2 separate regions of the Mus musculus genome follow, and region 2 is linked to region 1. A link is a contact called in public HiChIP or PLAC-seq data. All regions are on one chromosome and are shown on one strand. The core of a region is the stretch at or near the end of the contact, and the rest is flanking DNA. Distances in the headings are between cores, read along the strand shown.

The links. HiChIP or PLAC-seq counts read pairs in DNA pulled down with a chosen protein or histone mark.
Region 2: a contact with region 1 is called in a FOXA1 HiChIP or PLAC-seq map of pancreatic cancer cells. The contact joins two enhancer-like sites. A contact is called at or near these places in 1 of 484 Hi-C or Micro-C datasets (embryonic stem cells), 1 of 115 datasets of contacts at active chromatin or transcription factors (pancreatic cancer cells) and 1 of 9 other capture datasets (embryonic stem cells).

What each region holds. Positions count from the first base shown.
Region 1 is chr10:69,868,859-69,874,747 of GRCm38.p6, forward strand. It overlaps Ank3 (ankyrin 3, epithelial), which reads left to right. Exons shown (of 43, transcript NM_146005.3): 10 at 2,144-2,341. Among named protein-coding and RNA genes, the nearest start is that of Gm33416, 5.4 kb to the left of the region's middle. Within about 2 kb of position 3,588, at least 145 of the 459 cell types and tissues checked have an H3K27ac peak or open chromatin away from gene starts, as enhancers often do. A contact at or near this core is called in pancreatic cancer cells, where this site is marked.
Region 2 is chr10:70,054,399-70,060,287 of GRCm38.p6, forward strand. No RefSeq gene overlaps it. Among named protein-coding and RNA genes, the nearest start is that of Ccdc6, 40 kb to the right of the region's middle. Within about 2 kb of position 2,948, at least 21 of the 459 cell types and tissues checked have an H3K27ac peak or open chromatin away from gene starts, as enhancers often do. A contact at or near this core is called in pancreatic cancer cells, where this site is marked.

The DNA.
Region 1 (5,889 bases), core at 2,338-4,837:
GAGAACCTCTCTGCTGCTGTTGGTACATGCTTGCTACCTGGCTTTCGTTGATAGAATGAACGTCAGAACGTTTTCTTGTTCAGCCCAAGTTCTTAGATTAGTACACAGCACTTATGAAGACACTAGATAATCTGTACTGAGAGAGAAGTCACAGATTGTTGTAAGCCTAGCTTTAAGGCAATCTGTCTGATCCCTTAAGCCTTTTTTATATTGCTGAGCTAAGAAAGCCTATCACTCCGGAAGCCATCCTTCAGTCACCATATCCAATATGAGCCCTTTCCGTTGGGCCACTTGAATTTTTTGTCTTCGTCTCTCTGTCATTCCCTGTGACACTGAGTTAGTTTTCCAGCCATACATCATTATTCTATACATCATTCGTGAGTGTTCTAGTTTCCACTTTCCTGCTGTGATAGAATATTCTGACCAAAAGCCATTTGGAGAGGAAAAGGTTTATTTGGCTTACACTTCTAGGTCATCCGCTTGCTTGCTATCTCAGGCCTATGTGTACCTAGCTTCCTCATACCACTCAGGCCCACTTGCCTAGGGAATGGTGCCACCCACAGAGGGCTGGGCCTTCCTATGTCAGTTGCCAATCAATACAATCACCTGTAGACATGCCCGCAGGCTAAGATGATTTGGACAGTCCTACAGTTGAGAATTCGTGCTTGGGCAACTCTAGGTATATCAAATTGATTGTTAAGTCTCATTAGGATGGAGCCTCTTTTTGTTTTTGACAATGTTTCCCACTGGCAGGCTCCGAGAAGTCCTGTGTTCTCTGAGATTTGTTTACTTTGCACTTCCTCTAAGACTACAGGAAAACATAAAGCAAAGGAGGATTTGGTGGAAGTGAGGGAGGATCTGTGTGGGGCAGTGTCAGATGGGAAATGCCCCAGCCCTTGGCGACACCTTTAGTGTCTCCTTTGGTTCAGGATAATAGAGGAGAATGCTTGAGGCAGGAACATTCCAACTCCCCAATGGCTGCCCAAGTGTTTAAATTCATCTCAATATTTATTACGCTTATATCCCCTTTTCTATCTGCATAACTCCGCTAGGCAGTATAGGAAAATACTATCATAAATCTCTTGCCTTTAAGGAATATGGGTATCTGAAATATGTAGCCATTTGTGGTAGTGAGATGGCTGAGTGATTTCACATTGCTTTGTCTATGAATGTTTCCTCTCATGCCACAATAAATGTAGGGGGGATAGCTGGTCTTGGAAAAGTCAGGTGTTCCTGGATCCCCTGGGCACACGTCCCAACATTTTTTGAAAACAGAATTTGTTGTTATCATAGAGGAAACGGCTTATTTGGCTTATTTAATGTGCTAAATTATACTATTGGTAATTTAGACCTCCCTTGTGGTAAATGAGCCTGCTGAGACTCTCTGGGCTCTCCCACTTTGCTTCCATACGTAACAGAAGCTCGAAAGGACTCACGTTAGCCTGCTTGGCCTTGATTCACGTATCCAACCACTGAGGGGTGACTGCCATTCTTCACAATTTTCCCTTCAGTGCTGGAGATGGACCCTGAGGGCTCCTATATTCATTTCTTCTCTGAGATCTTGAAATAAATCTTCAATCTTCATGCTGCCCGTGACTATTATTAAGCCAGGATGATTTAAGCTGCGGACTCTTCACTGGGTCAGTGGCTTCCTTTTACTTGCTGACGCATGGGGGCGCCAGACTTCTAGAAATGGATGAAGGTTTCCCTGCCACAGGGTAGTCTTGTTTCTGAAGCTCGGTAATGTTCTGCAAGGGCAAAAAAACAGCAAGAGTCCAGTGATTAGGAGTTGGCTTTCACTATTTTTTTTCTTGCATTTTTAAATGATAAATCCTACTGGGAATATAGTAACTTCTGGCCCCTGGTACAAACCATATAAGTTTTAAACTGGGGAAAGAAACTACCCTGGACTATTTTTTTTTCTTTAACACAAGAAAGAAAAGTTTTCTTTTTAAAGCAGGAGCCGTTCAAAAGGATTGTCAGTGCCTTTTAAAATCGTAAGGTATTTCCAAATGAAGCATCAGAGTTTTTAACATGTTCCTGTTTGTTCTGTTATTTGCCTCATTTGAGCTAAAAAGAAAAAAAAAAACAAAAAAAACAAAAAAACAAAAACAATGAGTCCTCTTCCCCTTCCGTGTTCCAGAATGGATTGTCGCCACTGCACATGGCCACACAAGGAGACCATTTAAACTGCGTCCAACTCCTCCTCCAGCACAACGTGCCCGTGGACGACGTCACCAACGACTACCTGACTGCCCTCCATGTGGCTGCCCACTGCGGCCATTACAAAGTTGCCAAGGTTCTTTTGGATAAGAAAGCTAGCCCCAATGCCAAAGCCCTGGTGAGTAGTCCTGCCATCCAACCCAAGCGAGGGTCTTGCCAGCGGCACATGATGCATCGCGTGTGGAGGGATTGCTCTTCCAGAGACAAAGACGGAATGCCCATTAAATCACTGTACTTTGTTAATCTTTCCAAATGTCCTTGGGAGTAGACAAAGCCTCCTGTGCTGGTGGGAATAAAGCTGACAGTGCAAAACGGCTGGTTCTTCAGGGCCCCACTCAGGTTCCTCTTACCTGAGAGAGAGCCTGACATTAAACGGTTATAAAAAAGACCGACCTGAACAGCTTCATTCACCTCACTGCGGTAATGTTATGATTCCTCCAGTTAGAGGGGTTTTGTTGTTTTCTTTCTGACGTATAGAATCTTGAAGCAAACTAGACATGACTGCCAGCCCTTGTAAGGCTGAGTCAGGAGGATTACTATGAGTTCAAAATCAGCCTGATCTACAGAAGGAGACTTTCTTTCAGATAAAAATAATGATAATGTACATATGTATGAATGATATGTATGTATGTACATATATATTATACATTTATACATGCATGTGTATATGTGTGTGTGTATGTATGTATACACACATATACATACATATATACATTATACATACATGCATATAAACAGACAGCTGGGCATAATGTCAAGAGCAGGAGAGCTCTGAGTTTGAGGCCAGCCAGGTCTGGCTAGTCCCAGGCTAGCCAGAGCTACATAGTGAGACCCTGTCTTAAAAAATAATAATACTATTTGTCCAAGAATTTGTGAGCTTAAATGATATTAACCTTTGTTGTTGTTTTGTTTTTTAATAAGACAATGCTTGCTATTGTTAAAGTAAATAACCCTTAGTACGGTTGAAATAAATAATCCCTAGTAAAGTGTTGACATTTCATTCAGAGTAAGCCCAGGCACTCAGAGAAAGAACGAAAATGCCCAGTCCCGGGGAAGACGTTGATTGACTAGTGATTTTGAGGTATAGGTTGACTCCAGCCAACCCTTCCTGGCAGGCTTCTGCTTCCCTCAAACGCTGCCTTGTGACCTTGCCTTCAGAACCTCTGTGCCTCTGCCTCAGGGGGGCCTGAAATTCAGTGGAGAGGAGGGAGCTTGGCACTCAGTACACAGCCGGCAGCGCCTTGGTCTTTGGAAACCCAACAGCGTCTACCAAAAAAAGTATTTTAGGAGCTGCTGGCCTGCCCAGTGTGTCAGAAGCCTCTGCCTTCTGAGAAGGGAGGGGACCTCTGAATGGCCATGAGTCACTCTTTTTCCATAGGAGAAAAAAAAAAAAAGTAAGGCTCTAAAGCAGGACGTGGCTTAACTTTCATTTTCCTATGACTCAAGTTTTCCCAACAGAGGGACATTGTAGTCAGTTACCCTGGGATGGATTATAGCCAAAAAGGAAAGAAAGAAAAGATAAGAAAAGCATTCCTGGGACCTGCCCAGGGGCACCTGCTGTATCTTTGTGTGGTGAACCTCCGTCTTTGTACGGGTCCCTACTGACGGCTGAAACAGGCGGCCCAGTCTCAGCTGTTGGACAGAGAACGGTTGGGTGGGTAATTTGTTTAAACGCCAATTCTTTTATGAGAGTAAACCTTTGAGCAAATGAGCTGCACGCCATTGAGTCACCTGAGATCCTGGGTCCTTAGAGTAAGCCCATGCTCGAGCCTTTTGGTTTGGTGTGGTTTTCGCTTTTGCTTTTTTGCGATAGGGTCTCTCTGAATAATCCCGGTTCTCCTGGAATTCACTGTGTAGACCAGGCTGGCCTCGAACACAGAGATCCACCTGCCTCTGCTGGGATTAAAAGCCTTGTGACACCACTGTCCCTCTGCTGCTGCGTGTTTGAGTCTTAAGAAAGGAAACTCTCTGGAGCTTGTCCTGAGAATGTCCTGTCACACAGGGGACAAGTCTGAGCAGGCCTTGGCAAAGGTTGACTGTGCAGACAGACTTGATGCTTGTGTTTTCCCCAGCTGTATTTGAAGTAAGCTCCTTAATTCAACCCATAGAGGGATGGGAAGGGCTCAGTGAACACACTCTGGTCCTTTACAACGGAGTCTCAGAAGGCTCGGGCTAAATGCCTGGGAACCCAGGTACAAGGCAGGACACCTCTCTCGGAAGCAAACCCATCCTCTCCGGATTTAGGAGTTTGATGTTCTGAGTTTACAAATCCGGACAGCGGTGCTTTATAAGGCTGTGTTTCTTGTACAAAGTTGTCCAGAGGCAGGAAGAGAGTGGGTGCTTTGAGTGAAATAAAAGAAATAAAAAGGAGAGGAAAGGACATGACCGCTCCTAGGTATGGTGGAGGAGAAAGTTTATTATAGATATAAGAGAGACACAGAGGCAGACTCGTCTGGTAGAGACTTGAGTGGTCATGACCCTGACCACCTGTGGGACAGGAGAAAGGAGAGAGGGAAAACAAGTATAATAGCCAGGAGGACAAAGGTACAAAAGGAGCAAAAGGGGGTGGGGGAGGGGGAGGGGGAGAGGATTATACAGGGGAGAGCCTCTGGGGTAAGGGCAGCCCAGCCCCTAGGCTGGAAAGTTCAGGATAGAGGGCAGAGTATGCCAGCCATACCCTGAAACAGGTAGGGACTGAAGGATGCTGGGAGAACCTGGAGGCCAGGTCCACTTTGATTGTTAAATAGGCACCTTAGCTGCTTGTCCCAGGTTTGAAACCTTAACACACACTTGCATCATAGTAAGTCAATCAAGGATAATATGAAGGACCAACTGGTCAGAGTGGGGTCAGGCCGGTTAGTGGTGGAACAAACACTTAGAGACAGCCCCACAGGTAAGACAAAGGATATCAGCTAGGGCAATGGCACATGCCTGCTGTCCAGACCATCCAAAGGAAAAAGTAGGAGGGCTGGAGACATGGCTCAGTGGTGAAGAATGCTGACTGCTCTCTTAGGGGACCCGGGTTCAATTCCTAGCACCCGCACAGCAGGTTACAACTATTTGTGACTCCAGTTCCCAGGGATCTGACTTCCACAGAGCAGTGTGTACACCTCGTGGGCAGATATATATGTAGCATCAATACACATAAAATAATAACTTCAGGGCTGGAGAGATGGCTCCAGTGGTTAAGAGCACTGACTGCTCTTCCAGAGGTCCTGAGTTCAATTCCCAGCAACCACTTGGTGACTCACAACCATCTGTAATGGGATCCAATGCCCTCTTCTAGTGTGTCTGAAGACAACTACAATATACTCTTATACATAAGTAAATAGTAAATATATGAAGTAATAATAATAATAACTTTTAAAATAAAAGAAAAAATCAGAAGGCACATGGCTGAGTCCAGCTGGGCTTTATATAATGAGACACTGAGTCAAAACTCAAAATGAAATTAAAAAATTATTTGGAACTCTAAAATAAAGTAAAGAAGTTTATGCACACTTCACCTTTTCCCTACAAGGAAGTTACAACCTGGGAACCTTGCTGGGAACCAGTCCAGACTCGTCCATCCAGGAAAGCCATGTGTCTAACCACTTTGGTTCTGGGTCCTCACAGCGCCTTATTGTACTAGATGTCTTTCCCTGCACACAGTAGGAACTGACTCCC
Region 2 (5,889 bases), core at 1,698-4,197, 180 kb after region 1:
GCAGCTCACAACCATCTGTAAAGGGATCTGATGTCCTCTTCTGGTGTGTCTGAAGACTGCAACAGTGTACTCATATACATAAAATAAATAAATCTTTTTTTTAAGTCAGTGAGTCGTGACTCCCACCTCCAAACCTTTGCATTTCAACAAAAGACAATGCGTCTATGTCTTAACCCCTAGGAAAACCAGTGAATGATATATCAAGGCCACTGACAGACTTCTGGAGCAAGAAGGCTCAGTAAGGGTGCCCTCCCATGTCTCTCCTTTCCCATACACCCTGAGCTGGGATAACTTCCTCAGCAACGCTGGATCCCTTCAGACTCACAATCGACCATGGCCCCTGGCCACTCTTTACCAGCCCCCTTCCACTCCTGCATATTCCGCTTGCTTGTTTAGCCACCCACAGGCTCTCTTTTCTCTCCCTCCATGACCTGAGGACCAAAAGCCTACAGCATACCACTCTGCATGAGGGGATGAGGATGTCCATAGCAAGTTGTCAAAATGCCATGTTCAGAGATAAAACCCAATAAGCAGGATGTTATCTGTTAGCAGAAACTCCATGGTTATATAAAGTCATGGTAACAGACTCATATTCTTTCTTAATTTTTATAATAATTAGTTCTAGTGGTAATTTTTCCAACACTACCCCAGCTTTTCACTGAAGACGTAGAGATTCTTCTTTTAGTATACACACACACACACACACACATATATATATATTACATATATATATATATATTCAAATTATGTATATATACATATATACATATACACATATACATACACATACACACACACACACACATATATATGTGTGTATGTATATATATATATATATATATGTTGATGGTACACCTCTGCTATCACCTAGCCATGCCTTGCCTGAAAGGGGGTGACCCTATCTAGTCTGTGAAAATTGATGAGTGTTTAACATGTGTACATAGACTAGCCTACTTGTTATGACTAGAGTTCTCAGCAAAGCTGCTGGGCCTAACAAAGCCCCAAGGGACAGAACCATCTCAGCAAATCTGCAGCCTCAGCTGCTGAAACGCCCATTCACATGTGTGGCTGAAGGGCCACAATCACATGAGAGGTGTTTTGAGTTTGAAACCAACACTACAAAATTAGTCAGAACAACTCCTGCACCTGCCCACCAACAGGTGCATAGGGACACCTGAAGCACCGAAAGGCAAAGTCATGTGACTCAAAGATTTCATGTAAGTTGTCAAAGACACTGCACATGCTGAGGGTGTCTTGCCTCTAACTTAGAGTGCTCCTTTGGTCTTGGTCATGCGGGCACAGACAAAGAGTAGGCCTTAGTCTTTGGAGTTGTTCAGTGAGATGGTGACAAGCTCGGGACGACGCATACCCAGCCTGACCCCTGGAGGAAGCCCAATTAAGATGAAAGAGAAGCCAACCAAGGCAGAAAAGCTGGTATATCAGAGAAATGAGAGTCCCTAAAGATTGTAGGTTGAGAATTTAGAAACGCTGTGATTCCTAGACACAATCAGTGATATCTAGTATCGCCAATATTTTGTTTGTTTGTCCTTGGGCCGACTGGGTTTGTTTTCCTGGTCTGTAAGCATCCCTCCACAGTTGTAGAGTGTGGTCTCCACAGGGCAGCTCCAACTGTCATACTAGCAATGCTACCCAGATCACTTCTCATCCCAGAAGTGCAAAGAGGGGGGCCACTGCCTTTCTTCCTGAGGTCATCCTTCTAAGTAGGATTCTGGTTTCACGGTCCAATAAGAGAGACATAAATTTGATACTTTAAAGCCCTTTAAAGGAGGATGTTCCTGATAGAAATCAAAATCATAAGCAAATGTGAACTGAAAAAATTGCAGGAAAAAAAAAAAAAACAAAAAAACCCAAAAAACCCACACCTGTGTTAAAGATTCCATAAGGCCAAATGACTAAAATTTTGAGATAAGACCTTAAAATGTTGCAGACTAAAGCCAAATGATCTAAGTCAGGAGTAGTGGAGAAAGAGGCAGGCAGGTCTCTGTGAGTTCAAGGCCAGCCTGGTCTATAAGGCAAGTTCCAGGACAGCCAGGGCTACACTGAGAAACCGTATCTTGGGGTGGGGCAGGGAGCAAATTCCTGAGCTATTTTTAACAGCTCTGAAAGCCAATCATTGCACAGCTTGCAATGGACCTAAGGTCTTTATAACTTTTGATAAGTTTAAAACGAATTCTTTGCAAACCATTGCTTTCCCCTCACCTAAAAGCTAAGAGCATCACCAGATAACCCTGGAGCCGATCACAGAGCCCACCCTACCCCCACTTTGCTATGAACGGCTTAAGTGGGGTTCCCAGCAAAGCGTGGGATCGACACCTTGACTTACGAGTTCCTTTGTTGTGTAACTAATAAAGTTTCACATGACTAATTGGACAGTGGGTCTCGGTAACTGGGGAAACGAAACCTGTGTCTCAGGGCCTCAGTTTCCCACATTCGGTGCCAGCATACATTGTCCCCAGTCCCTTTGAGATGACAACTGGTTTTGTGTCAACACAGAAATCAAAGAGGCAAACCACAGCCATTTCCACTCAGAGCCTTTAGAGCTGTAAAGAATGAACAGTTATGACTAATATCACCCCCCAAATAACCCATTTGGATGTTTGAATATTTAGAAATTTTGTACTTCCATGACATGTGAGGTGAGGGTTGATTTGTTCTAGATGGGGGGGGGGGGTGAGGAAGGGCCACAGCAAACGAAGTGTCCTTCCTTCTAAGACGCTGACCATCCTTTATAAACCACTTAGCCAAGCTGCACAGCTATATTTAGGCAGTAACAGGCTGGGGTGAGCTACATGGCCCTGGATGTGGATTCTGGAACAATTTTTCACCTTGGGAGTCTGCCAAGAGAGGCCCTGGGATAGACTTCAGACAACGCTGACTGACACATTAAACAGTTGTGGTCAGGTTGTGGAGACAGATGGCCCCAAAATAGACTGGATGCAGACCTGATAGGCTGTCTTAACTCCTTGCTCATGTATAAAACACACATATGGAGTCTCAGGAAGGGTCATGGGATGGCAGCACACACTAGTCCTAGACTCTTAGAGTTAGACTCTTCAGCCAGAAGTTTTTGTCTCTACATACAGCTGCATTAGCAACGATACCACATCGGAGTTATCTGAACTTATTTCTAGTCCAAAGCATTCAACAATTTAGGTTATCAACAGGTGGTGTGGGTGAGCAACTTGGTTAACCCCTCTGCTCAACAAACTGAACACCCCGTGAGGTAGTTCACATTAGGAGACAAATGTAGACAAGGCCAGGGGTTGGCCTCTAGGAAGACACATTTCCAGATCTGGATTAAGAAAATGACTAGTGTAAACAGGACAGTGGTGGCACATGCCTTTAATCCCAGCACTCGGGAGGCAGAGGCAAGAGGATCTCTTTGAGTTCAAGGCCAGCCTGGTCTACAGAAAAAGTTCTAGGACAGCCAAGGCTACATAGAGAAAACCTTGTCTCAAAAACAAACAAACAAACAAAAAACCCCAAGCAAACAAAAAAGACTAGTACACAGATTGTGTATAGCCAACTAGTTAAACAAATAATGGGAACAGAGAATAGCATCCTGGAAGAAACACTAAAGGCCCTGAGTTGGGAGAACAAGACAGAGCTCCTTACTCTTCAGATATCTGTCATGCTCCACAATGTCTGTCTCCCTCTGTCCTTTCCCGCTACAGCCCCTACCCTCTTCCCCTGTGTCCTCCAGAGAGCGACTGCAGTGGCCCTTCCTCTCACGCACCCAGTGTGTTGTCTCAACACATCACATTACAAGACTAGGAAACCTACCTACCTTCCTTCCTTCCTTTCTTTCTTTCTTTCTTTCTTTCTTTCTTTCTTCCTTCCTTCCTTCCTTTCTTTTTTAAGATTTATTTATTTTATGTATTGTGAGTACACTGTAGCTGTCTTCAGATACACCAGGTGAGGGCATCAGATCCCATTACAGATGGCTGTGAGCCATCATGTGGTTGCTGGGAATTGAACTCAGGACCTCTGGAAGAGCAGCTAGTGCTCTTAACCACTGAGCCATCTCTCCAGACCGGAACTCTTTCTTGAAAGAACCACTTTCCCCTTAGGTAGTTCTAGCACTCAACAAAGAGACTTGGGGACCGGAATCGAAGTTGGACAAGCCAGTCCACCGACTGCAGCCACCTTTCAGTCTGTCTCCAATACTACTGCGAGCAAAATGCTGAGCTAACAGCTGTTGAAAGAATGAACAGCTGGCTACAAGCACCCAGAGAAAAACCTCGAAGAAAAGATTAGCAATAACTGTGCCCCGCTTAGTCCTCTCTGCTGAGTGGCTGTGGCTCAGGATGGTAAACTCTCAGTTACCACTCCATCGCCGTGCCTGCCTGCCTACTCTTATGCCTGCCCGCCACCATGGCATATCACTAGGCTCATGAACTGAAACCCCCTGAGGTTGGAATCCCCCAGCCCACTCTTCTATAAGTAGTTTTGGCCACAGTGTCTTATCACAGACATAGAAAATGAATGAAGACGGACATCTTAATTTTTCATCTTGGCAAAGCTTCAGGTGTAATCAAGTCCAGGCAAAAAGGTCCAAGATATCAGAGAGCCATGTTGGCTCCAAGGAGGCGTCCAGGATGTCACTTGGGGCCATCTCACCTAAATGAGGGGCTAATGAGCAACTAACGAGTTTTGTTTTTAAGAACCATCCAGTGGCCAGGCGGTGGTGGCACATGCTGTTAATCCCAGCAAGGGGGAGGCAGAGGCAGGCAGATTTCTGAGTTTGAGGCCAGCCTGGTCTACAGAATAAGTTCCAGGACAGCCAGGACTATACAGAGAAACCTTGTCTTGAAAAAGGAAAGAAAAAAAAAAAGAAAGAAAGAAAAGAAAAGAAAAGAAAAGAAAAGAACCATCCGGTCAGCAAGGAGGACTTACAATTAGTGCCCATGGTTTTAATTACCCAGAATTCTTGTTCAAAAGCTGATTTACCCAAACCTCTTCAGTTCTTAATTATGTGGGATCTGCAAGATCTGCTTAATGACTTGGGACTTTTCTGTTGTTTTTAATCTGTTTAAGTAGTTTTTTTTTTTTAAGTAAATTTGTTCTTAGACGTTCTACACATGTACACAATGCCTACTGACACCTACCTCTAATCTACCCCATCCATTCTCCCTCCTCTCCATGAATTATCAAGTTCATGTCTATTCATTGTATTTTGTGACTCTCTGATATTAACCAAGCTGGATAAGCAAAGCTGGACGACCAAAGGTTTTGAGTTATCCACCAGACCTGATAGGCTTGTCTGAGGGTTTACAACTAAAAATAACGATTTCCCTTTCCCCCAGAATCTAAAAAAAAAAAAAAACAAAAAACAAAAAAAACAAAAAACAAAAGTAAAGGAGTAATAAGTCCTGCCCCCTTCATGACTGAGAGCTGATAGGACCAGTCTTGTGGCTGCAACTTTGAAAGCAAATTCCCAGGTGCTAATGTGGAAAATCAAGAACCACATAGAATAGAACAGTTTTGCATCTGTAGTTCTTTGTGTACATCTAAACGTGTAACTTTATGAACAAGAGATACCTGGGATAACACAGCAACGCATCAATGGTTAACTTGTCTTGAGTTTCGGCTGCACCGTATTTCTTTAACACGCTGATCTTCTAATGAGTACACAGCCACGCTCTAATGCGCACACAGCGCTTTCCTTGGCGTAGGCTCTGCGTTAGTTTTGAAACAGTTCAGCTTTACACCAGCTGGCAGGATGAAAGCCGTCTTCATTCCTTTGCCGAGCATCTGCCAACACGGAACCTGTTCCACTCTGTTCCCGCTTACAGGGCTGCACCTGTCCAGAGAGGGGAGACAGAAAGGGACCCAGCCAGCTGATCCAGCGCACTGCACCGCACCCCC